Regions from separate parts of the Mus musculus genome. Here region 1 is linked to region 2. A link is a contact called in public Micro-C data. All regions are on one chromosome and are shown on one strand. The core of a region is the stretch at or near the end of the contact, and the rest is flanking DNA. Distances in the headings are between cores, read along the strand shown. Region 1 holds the start of BB123696 (expressed sequence BB123696). Region 2 has its middle 62 kb from the start of Syk.

Region 1 (5,335 bases), core at 269-2,768, 98 kb before region 2:
ATGGGTGTTCACTGGTGTCACGTGACACGGAGCATCAGAGTTCTTTTGCCTTTTACATCTCTGGCCTTTTACCCGGTTTCTCACTGGACCATTTCTTACTGGTTTTGAGCATTCCTCATATATTGTAGATATAGCTTTATGATAGCTGTGTGATGTGTTAGAACCTTATAAATCTTTAGCCAGCTTTCTATCCCCTTAAGGTTTCGCAGAGAAGTCTGTAATCAATGACACCAAGCCCATCCACCGTCGCAATCACGCCTTCTGCGTCTGGTGTCATTTTGAAGAACCGTTTTCCCAGATTGCAAATATTTTTCCTCTGTGTTTTCTAAACAGCTTCAAATCCACAGTGCACCTTGAATTTACCTCTGGGAGGTTTGGAGTTTACAGTGTAACGTTCCGTGCGAGGATGGTGACTGTCGCAGGTGACTTTTCCCGGGGAGATAGGAACAAACATCTCTTCATCCCTGAGAAGTCTCTGACAGCAAGCCCAGCTTGCTGAGCAGTGAGCTTATGGAGGTTGCTTATAGGAGCTTTAGGTGCTTCAGAGGTGACTGCAATTGTCAAAAAGCCCCACCCCCAAGACTGGAACGCTCCACAGCTTGGGAGCAGAGCCGCCTGAAGTCTCACCTACCTACCCCAACAATTGCTTGTGCTTCTGTAGCCTTGCGGGACAGGGAAACTTGTGAATCCTGTAATTTTCTGAACCTGCAAAATTACAGCAACTTCTCTCTCCCATCCTGGAGGGTGTGGCTCAGTTAGGGGATGGCTCCACTACAGCCACTATATTATAACTGTATAATAACAGTTATCCCTGCAACCTATTTCCCAGCAGCTGAGGCCTCTTGTGGCTGTTAGGGGCAACTGGCTACCTTACTGTTTATTCTTCCTTTCCCTCAGGGCTAGCTCTCTGCTTCCTGGGTGGCCTCTTAGTACTGGTCTGTCCCTTATAGGAGAGCAACCCTCCTCACCGAGGCTGAGAATGGCAGCTGTAGCTACACCAAATAGAATCAGTAACTGTCGCCACCCTGAGTGTGATTCTGGGAGGATGCTCATCTCCTAGTCAATTTTTTTTAATCATCGAAAATAGATCAGTGCATAGAAACAGCCATTCCAGACTGTTCACTTGCCAGTTTTCCAGTTCCTAAAGAAACAGCTCACAGTAGACGGTTGGGGGAAAGTTTTAAACGAAAAATCATGATCAGTTTGTGCCCTAAGCAGAGCCTGAGATACAGTCAGAGCAGCGAATCATTTATTTTGGATGATGATGAGCTGGGAACTCAACTGAGTAAGAGAGGAGTAGTAAGAAGAAACCTAGGCAGGGCCAGTGATCAGGTCCGTGGGAGGGGAGGAGCCTCGCCTGCTGGAATCCCCCTGTGATTCTAGTATAAGATTCAATGGCAGAGGACAGAGAAGCTAGGTCATGTGTTCTCCTGACCATTCCTCTTTGGCTGTGCATACTCTGTGCTGAAGCAAGCTCTTTTGTGAGGGAGGCAATCCTGTGGGGCCAGCCAGGTACCAGATGAACATGGCTGGCACTGGCTGTGGCATGCAGGTGTGCTTCCTGAGGGCCACTGCAAGTTGGGGGCAAGCTTCTGCATGCAAGTCACCTGCATTCACTCGGCAGGGAGGACGAGAGCACTTGGCTACCTGAAGTCCACGCTCCATCTCCCTGGAGCAATGCCCATGATCACAACGACTCCCATCACCATTATGAATCAAGGCTGCCAGTGAAGCTCTGCTGCTGTCCCTCAGCCTGACACCTGATTTGTAAGTGACTTATATGATTCCATTGGGAACTCAGCAGAGTCCTATTGACATTGCCATTCCTTTTCTCTGTTCATGGGTCCATAACTGAAGGAGAGAACTGGTCCTTCAGCTGGAGTCCCATGTCTCTTACCATCCCACAGGCATTCCAGAATCTAGCTCCCAGCCCAGGTTATCTACCAACTTCTGAGTCGGGCTGTAGAGGAATAACCCCTGTGGAAATTCCTGGCTGGGGGTAGGGGTATCTGGTCAGAATTGGTCCCACTTTTCTGGGTCACACACAGTGGACATGCTACATAGCTCTCGTGCTCTCAGGAATGGAGAGCTATTCCCTCAGGACTGGAGCAGTTGACAGTTGGTTGGGGTGATTCACTGTCTTCTTGTCTCAAACCCTCCCCCACCCCTACTTTGCTGGTACAGTAGAGGTGGCTCCTGTCCCCAAGAAGTCATGTTAGCATCTTGAGACTATCCATTAGGAATTCCCACTCACTAAATTAGAAGCTCACTATTTCTTTTGTTACAAAAATGAGTGCCCCCAGAGAGGGACCTCCCCAGAGAGTCACCTCAGAGAGGCAGCCAGTAAAATGAGTCCTGCAAGGCGCCTTGCTGTGAGAGATCTTGCTGGCAGAGCCCTCTCTCCCAGGAGTGAAGTGCATCCTCACAGGGCCTCAGCCGCTGGCTGCCATTTGAAAAGCAACACTTCTGTAGAGCTAACAAGAGCACTTGACATTTTCAGAGGCTTCGAGGAGGACTCGAGTTGTTCTTGTTCGTCGGTTAACTGTGCCAGGAATTTAGATGATTGGTGAATCTCAGCTGCGTGTCTGTGGTGAGATGCCTCGGTTAATGACTCCACAGAGTGATGTGTTTTACAACATTCAAGGGCTGCCACACAGTGAACTCAGATACTCGGGCCTTTGTTGCCAGAACATTGCATGGCGCAGGCATAGGAAGCATGTCGCCATTTTCCTACGCAAAACTGAAAACAGTAACACAGCCTAGACTGATGGAGGGACACATGACAGCATGCCTCAACCTCCTGTGGTTTTAGCCTGGGCTTTTTTGTCTGCATGCAGCCCTGTGTCTCCACCTCCTGCATGCCTTGCCTGGACTGCAAGTAACTGTGTCAAAGCTTCCGGGTCTGTTCAGCCCGGCCAGCCCCTGTTTAGAAACACCTAGCATGGGGTCATTGTCTCCCAGCTGATTATCTTAACCTTGAGTGACAGCCACCCAACTATCTGTCCATGGAAGGACCGCTACCGATCAGATCCACACTTACCTCAGTTGGTTCAGACGATGCTGGAAACAGGGAGATGAGACTGGTATCAGACTCTGGGAAGCTGTGTTTTCAGCTCTACAGCCCCCTCTTGTTTTGAGGTGTAATTTATGAGAAGGTAATACAGTGTTGGGAATCCCAGCGCTGTCTCTGGGGTCAGGTCAAGGTCCCAGGCCTAGGACTCTGTCAGCAAGAGCGCACACAGCGCAGGTGCCTGAACGCCCTGGGGCCCCCTTTGGAGCTGGTGCTTGCTCCATGCTTCACCTCAGTGTGCATTTTGTTTCTGTAAGTGAATAGTCTCAAGTTCATTATTTTTCCGGGACACAAGGCAAGCACACTTGCATCCCTTGTGTTATGGTTCCGATGGATCACCCAAGAGCATACTGGGAACTTGATCTTCAAGATGATAGGGGGCGGGGCTGATGAGAAGCAAATGGTCCAAGAAGGTGAGGTAAATTAATACCGCTCTGTGGAAGTAGGCCTGTGACTGTGGGGTGGGCTTAGCCCCTCCCCATTTTTTCAGTCTCTGTTTGCTTTGATTCTCTGCCTTCCCTCCTCCTCCTCAGGCCACACCACCCTCTCCCATAGATATAGTACAGTATCTAACATGTGTAGATGCTGCTGGCTTCTGGACTGTGAATCACGGTGTTTCTGTTCACTGTAAATTATTCTGTCTGTGGCGCTCTGACATAGCAGCACAGAACAGACTGTCACTTGGCTTGGCCCTGCTTGAGGTGACAGCAGCCGCTGCAGATAGCTAGCCTAAAAGTGTGAGCTCCCCGCTCCGGATGGCTTCCCCTACATTTGGCTGGTGGCCTCTGAGCTGGCTCTTCCAGGGACTCCAGACCAACCAGCCCATCTTACTGGTCTCTCTTCAGCCCTTCCTAACTGCCTCTGCTTCATCCTTGTGGCTTGTGCCACCCTGAGGGCTTAGGTCTTTGACTCTTCAGGGACTTGCATCCCTGTCCTTGTCTCTCAATTGTCAGCTGAATCTCTGAAACTCTCAACATGTGCCTGCAGGCCAGCCTCTCTCCTACAGCACCGGGCAGACAATCATTGTATTCCAGTGTATTCCAGTGGCCCAGGTTATGCTTGGCTGATGGAGGACTTGACTATGGCTCTGTTCTTGGGGAGCCCTGAGCGGAGGAAATGACCCATTTGTAGCTGTCTGACTGTGAAGTGAACAGCCCAGTTGAATCATGGGGTTTGCCAGGAACTCAAAGTTCTGCTAGAGGACCATTGAGTGGCTTCCCTCTTCGTCTACTCCTCAAGTTTGGGGTGGAACAGCCTCAATATGCAGAACCTAGATGTGTCAGGCAAAGACCTCTCTAACTGGACACACCCTGAGCATGCTGGGGTAGTCTGCACACTGATCTCTTGATGTGTATTGTAATGTGTATTGAATGAGACAATCTGCCCGTACAATGTGACCTTGCTCCTTGACTTAAAACTATTTGTTAAATAAAGATGCTGACAGCCAATAGGTGGGCAGAAGAGATATAGGCCGGGTTTAGGATACTGGGGCTTGGGATCTGAGAAGACCACTAAGAGAAAGAGGAAGATGGAGAGAGAAGAAGCCGCTATAGGGGTAAGAATCTTAAACTAATGGCCCATTTGGGTTGGCTAGTTGGAGTTAAAAACAGCCCAGACAAACAGAACATAACAAATCATATAGTAGGGTTATTGTCAGGGAAATAGACATAATACCATACAGGATAGATATCTGCCCAACTCTAGTGCTGATTAAGGCTTATTATAAATTAAAGGTTGTGTGTGTCTTTTATTTGGGAACTAAATGATGAAAGGCAGGGTAGAAGCCCCTAGCTGAGATTAAATATGTTTTACAAGTCAGTAGTACTACTGCTTGACTTGGAAGGAGGCTAGTCCTCTAGCCTGGATAGGAGCAGAACTTCCAGCTGAGCAGAATTTGACCTTCCCAGAGTTGGAATTGTAATGTTTTTCGATAGCTGTCTCTGTTTGGGAATCCAGGCTTGGGTGGTACCAGGTTTGGGGGGTGTCATGGCATGCTTCATCAAGAGCTTGTAGAGTTTGGGTAGAAGCCTAGGACAGGGGCCCTGGGAGAGCCAGGTACCCAGAAAGGGTGGGCCATAAAACTAACCCACTACCCTGGGGTGAGGGGGGAAACGTTTGATTGCAGTTGTGGAAGCTGATGTCTCTCACAGTAGTGTCTGTTCATAGGTGAAGCCTGAGAGGCCACTCAAAACACAACAGAAGTACAAATTGGTGTCAAATTAGGTGTCAATTTAGCACAGTTTCAAATTCCTTGGTGAATCAGGT
Region 2 (5,179 bases), core at 800-3,299:
GTTGACACACAAGCATATCCATAGCCATTGGATATAGCCAGCTCTTGGACCTGGACCTGTCTGAAGGCTACAGCTGCCTCACCGCCTCTTCTGCTTTCCCCTCTCAGTCTCCAAGCCGCTCTACCTCATCACTGCCTTGTGGGGTGATCCACGCCATCTTTCCTAAAGGATCTAGACCCCAGAATCTGACTTGAGTTGGGTTTCTGTCCTTTGGGCAGATTAAACAGGTTCGTGGTTAGCTGCAAGCCACCAATAATGTGTCAGTATCACATTGAGGAAAGAAAGAAAAGCTCTTGCCCTTGGAGTCATTTAGCCAAGAGGGATTTCAGATTCAAATTCTCCACTCCATGCTCCCTAGGCCTTCTGTCTTCTGTCTACATGAGTCCAAGCCTGTGCCTGACTGAAGGCTATCCTTCGGATCGTTCCCTGTATCTGTCACATGGCTGTGTCTGTCTCTGTGTCTGTGAGTGGCGTGACTGTTCTACCTAACACAGGCCTTTGCTCTGCCTTTATTGAGAGTCATGGAAAGCATCTCTCGGGGAAGGAATGGGATTCTTTTCAGAAATCTTTAACGGAGGTTTTATAAGGGATGAAGTCACTGGCTCCAACTGGTCCTAACTGTCTCAGACAACAAACATCACTGCTTATTGGCCAGCGTCCATAAGTGGATGCCATCCACCTGTAGGATAGATTTTAAGAAGTTGCCTTCAACTTCTGTGTTTGCTGTTTAAAGCAAATGATACATATGCCTTGTTCCAGGTTGGGGGCATAGAAGAGTGCATAACTTAAGATTGCAGCTATGCATTAGCTTCGGTTGTAAAAGCTGATTACATGGGAAATCCTAGGCAAGCAAGCTTGGTTATTACAGTGTTCTCTTAGAGGCAGACTAAACAAACAGTTTGAGTCCACAGTAGGATAGCAGCCTTAAGTCTTAAGTGACCTCAAGGTGCATTATTAACTCTGGCTGTGAGGTCCAGCAGAAGTTCCAGTCTTGTAGAATATAAGAGATAATTTTATTATAGTGCATCGCCGTAGTCCTTGACTTTGTGTGCAAGGCATGGTAATGTTGCGATGCATTGTGGGTCCTCCTGTGCTGCAGGCAGACTCCTTACCACCTCCTTTGCGATAACCTACTTTATTTTCTCTTGGGACATTAAAGCAGACACCGACAGTAACTCACTTTTAACTCAGAATTATGAAGGATCCCAAAGGGGTCAGATCAAGTCTTCATATCCACTTCCGTGCAGCCGAGTTCTTGCTCTGTGCTGGAACTATCTCCTTCCCTCTGGCACTAAGATTTCAAGCCAAGCAGAGCATTCAGTCAGAAGAATGGGGAAAAAAGAAAGATGTTGCCAACGTGCCACTAGGGATTCCAGTGAGTGGCACCATCCCATGTCCACTCTTTGATCTCTGATCTGGGATCCCTAGGGTTTTAATCTCGGATGTCTCCCATGGGAATTCCCAGTATTGATCCCAGGTGGTGGTACTGTTGAGAGGGGACATGGAGCTTTTAGGAGGAGGCGGGGTCCAGCTGGGAGAATCAGGTTGTGGGGGTGGGCCTTTGAAGCTCATGGCGGCCTCTGGGCCAGTGCTTTCTTTATCTTCCCACGATGGGAACAGGATTCTCCATCTGTTTTGTCTCTTGGTGACTGAGCTTCTCTTCCCTCCATGGGCCCTTCATGGACCACTGCCCCCAAACCGGGAGCCACGAGAGAGACAGCTCCAGACAGATGATGTTAATTCAGGATATCTAAGTCCCAAGGAGAATCTCCGGGGTAGTCATGATTATTCAAAGCACTGAATAGTAAGCTTGGCTTCCTGGCAATGTGCTCAGGTTAGCCCCCTTCTCCCTCCTGGCACCATCATTAGGCCCTGATCGCAGTTAGCAAAAGGAAGAGCCTGTGCAAACAGACACATTTCTGCACCACCCAAGCCCTGTCGATCTTTCTGGCATTTCTCAGATATTTTCTTGGTTGTGTCAGGAGGATTGCTCATCGTTGGTTTTGACTCATGTCTCAAAATCAAGGAGAGACATTAGCTGTCCCTGTCTTGCGGTTTTTCTCAACACAGCTAGCATGCCTGGGCGTGAGAAGGTACTGGGACGGGGAGAAGGACCAGGTGGAGGCAGGGCAGAGCCTGGAGCCAGGGTCTTCACCTATGCCCATCCGAAAGCATCTCAAATGTGCACAATGCTACGCCCTTGCCTGGAAAGCACAGGCTGGGCTTGAATAGCTTCTCCCTGGCTCCCGGATGCTGTAAGCAGGAATCTTCTAGTCTGGAATAACTCATGAGTCAGTCACAGTTTGGTTTTCAAACCGCTCTCCCTTGGTCAAAATCCCAGGTTATCTGAGTGCCATTAGCAAGGCTGAGCATTCGTGTCGTCCTTGAAACCACTGGCTTCCTGGGAAAGGTCCCGAGGTTCCAGTAATCAAGAGACACTGGAGCAGAGACCAACAGGCTTCTCGCTTAGTCTGCACCCCACCGTTGCCAATCAAAGCCACCAAGATGACTCTATTTTGATGTCAAACTAGCAGACATGATTTTGTGCAAAGTGGACTCTCCTCCCCAACCCCCTTTTGAGACAGGGTCCAGTCAGGCCTTGCGTTGATTATGTAGCAGAGCAGCAAGCGAACACACCCGCTTTTACTCAGTACTCAGACTAAAGCACACTAGGCAAGCTGTCTGTCGACTGAGCCACCCGCCACCTAGGCTCCGAGTAGATTTTTAAAAGAGTAAATAAAGAGATCCGTTTAAATTCCCACTCAGCAGTACTTTGATGTCCAAGATTAGAAATTGCTTCCTTGTATATTATTTCTGCACCTGCTGGAATGTGATTCCTGCCGTGTATCCACTTGGCAGCGCTGACTCTTGTTAAAACAGGTACTTTGTTAAGGAGGAAGCAGCTCTTTCCTGCCTGTGGCCCCCGTGGCAGTCCTGTCCGAGGATCTGCTGCCACCTACTGGACACATGAAGAGTAGCACTGACAGGCGAATCCCCAAAAGTTGCACTGACTTTCTGAGTTGGTGATTGATAAGAGGGGGGTCTTGTCCAGCATAGAGAGGGGCCCACTGGCCAGGCACGTTCATCTTTGTGTTAGGGGCTTGGTGATATGATAGACCCTCCCTTCCTGCTCTTGTCTTCCTCTTCTTCCTCCCATATCCTCTGACCTCCTGGTAATGCTTGTGTTTATTTAACATGGTCCGGGCTAAAAGATATGAACCAGAAGAGCCAACGGCCACCTTCTGGACATTGCTTCATGATCATCTGTGTGACCTACCCTACTTCAGGATGTCCTTATCTGTGTGACCCATCCCCCAGGTATACCCCATGACACGTGCAGGAGGGCTGGCCGAAGGCTGGGTTGGTGTTACAGGGACGGCATATTCCAGGGCTGAGATTCATATGATGGGCCCTGGAAATCCTGGTGCAAGTCAGGGAACCCAGGGCTGAGCATTGAACTTGGAATCCTGCTGCTGTGTGATGCCTTCTGAGGGGTTCACAGTACGGATTGCCAAGAAAACACCCTGAACTGGTGGCCGAGGTACTTCTCGAGTGTGGGCTCAGAGCTGGTGCTGGGTAGTCTGGTGACTGGCTGTGAACAGACAGACAGATACTAGGGCAGGGTATGGGGACACTTGGAGCAGTCCTGAGGACATTGTCACATTAATGCCCACCCCCCCTCACACACACACTGTTACAACCGTTGCTGACTAGACAGTTAAAGGGAAATTCGTATGGCTTTCTCCAAGCTGAGGGAGGGGCTCTGAGAACGGGGGCCCAGTTGCTCTCACTAATTGTTGGCATGGCCAAGAGCGGCTGGGACTTTGTGAGACATCACCTCGGCTCTCAGCTTCCACTCCTCAGAGGAATGCCCCTTTAGAGTTAGAACAAGTCTCCACTAGACCAGGGCACAGCCAGCCGAGCCTGGCTTCACAAAACGGCTTGGGTCTTCTGGTGCTGTGGAAAACTTCCCCAGGGTTTCCCCTACATCGCGCTTGTCCCCTCTCTTCCGTCTCTTTCTGTATATCTGTGTGTACATCATTAATGTTGTCTCCCTTGTTCTCCCTTCTTCCCCTTTCCTTGTTCTGTCATTTCTCTCACACACATACACATATGTGTGTGTCTGTATGTGTGTCTGTGTGTGTCTGTGTGTGTATGTGTGTCTATATGTATGTCTGGATGTGTCTGTGTGTGTCTGTATGTGTGTCTGTGTGTTTATTTGTGTGTCTCTGTGTCTGTGTGTGTGTCTGAATGTGTCTCTATGTTTGTTCTGTGTCTCTATGTGTGCCTGTGTATGTGTCTGTATGTGTCTCTGTGTGTGTCTGTGCATCTGTATGAGTGTCTGTGTATGTCTGTATGTGTCTGCATGTGTATCTGTGTGTGTCTGTGTGTCTGTATGTGTGTCTGTGTATGTGTCTGTGTGTCTGTATGTGTGTCTGTGTGTGTCTGAATGTGTGTCTGTGTGTGTATGTGTGTCTGTGTGTCTATCTGTGTGTGTGTGTGTGTGTGTGTGTGTGTGTGTGTGTGTATCAATCTCTGTGTGTGTCTCCAGAGATCCCCTAGTCCCTCTGGGGAAGGCTGACAATGACGATAATGTTCATCTTTGTTCTTCAAAGTGTACCCCACCCCCACCCCGAGTGCAGAGATGGCTCTGTTCCTGGGGTTTTTGAGAGACCAGGCAGTTAGGAGATAGGACCCCTGGGTGATTATTTGTGTGGGAACCAGAAAACAAAGCTAGGACATCACAAGTCTTGCTGGATAAAGCCACATAGGCTGCTCAGATAGCAGCTAGCCCAGGGTTGACTCCACCAAGTGGAGTGACTCCAGCAGTGGCATGCATAATTTCCCTTTGAGCTTCTTTGTCTCACCTGGTGGCACTTGTTCTCTGTCTTGGCCTAGAAAGCCCATAAAGCTGTTTAAGGTGAGGAACCTGACATTAAAAAGGACCCTGCCTCACCCAGACGATGCCAGGACATCACCCTGCCTGTGCCATGTCTCTAACCAAAGTGGACAATGGCCACTGAAGAGGGTGTGTATGCTATTTGAATGAAGATGCTAAGAGCTAAAAGCAGCTCTGTTGGAAGCTGATGATGCATAGACCCTGGGAATGGGGAATGGGGTGGACATCAGGACAGAGTGGGCTGTGCTAGTGGATTGTCGGGGTTACAGCCTGGGCCCA

Evidence for each region. A called contact is a pair of places that touch in the nucleus more often than the background predicts.
Region 1: a Micro-C map of embryonic fibroblasts shows a contact between it and region 2, with 5 times the contacts expected there. The contact joins the promoter of BB123696 here to the enhancer-like site in region 2. A contact is called at or near these places in 11 of 484 Hi-C or Micro-C datasets (adipose-derived mesenchymal stem cells, bone marrow-derived macrophages, cerebellar granule neurons and 6 more) and 1 of 115 datasets of contacts at active chromatin or transcription factors (embryonic stem cells).

What each region holds. Positions count from the first base shown.
Region 1 is chr13:52,753,388-52,758,722 of GRCm38.p6, reverse strand. BB123696 (expressed sequence BB123696) reads left to right here and starts at 1,518. Exons shown (of 3, transcript NR_027893.1): 1 at 1,518-1,767.
Region 2 is chr13:52,656,406-52,661,584 of GRCm38.p6, reverse strand. No RefSeq gene overlaps it. Among named protein-coding and RNA genes, the nearest start is that of Syk, 62 kb to the right of the region's middle. Within about 2 kb of position 2,049, at least 60 of the 459 cell types and tissues checked have an H3K27ac peak or open chromatin away from gene starts, as enhancers often do. A contact at or near this core is called in adipose-derived mesenchymal stem cells, embryonic fibroblasts, muscle stem cells and 1 more, where this site is marked.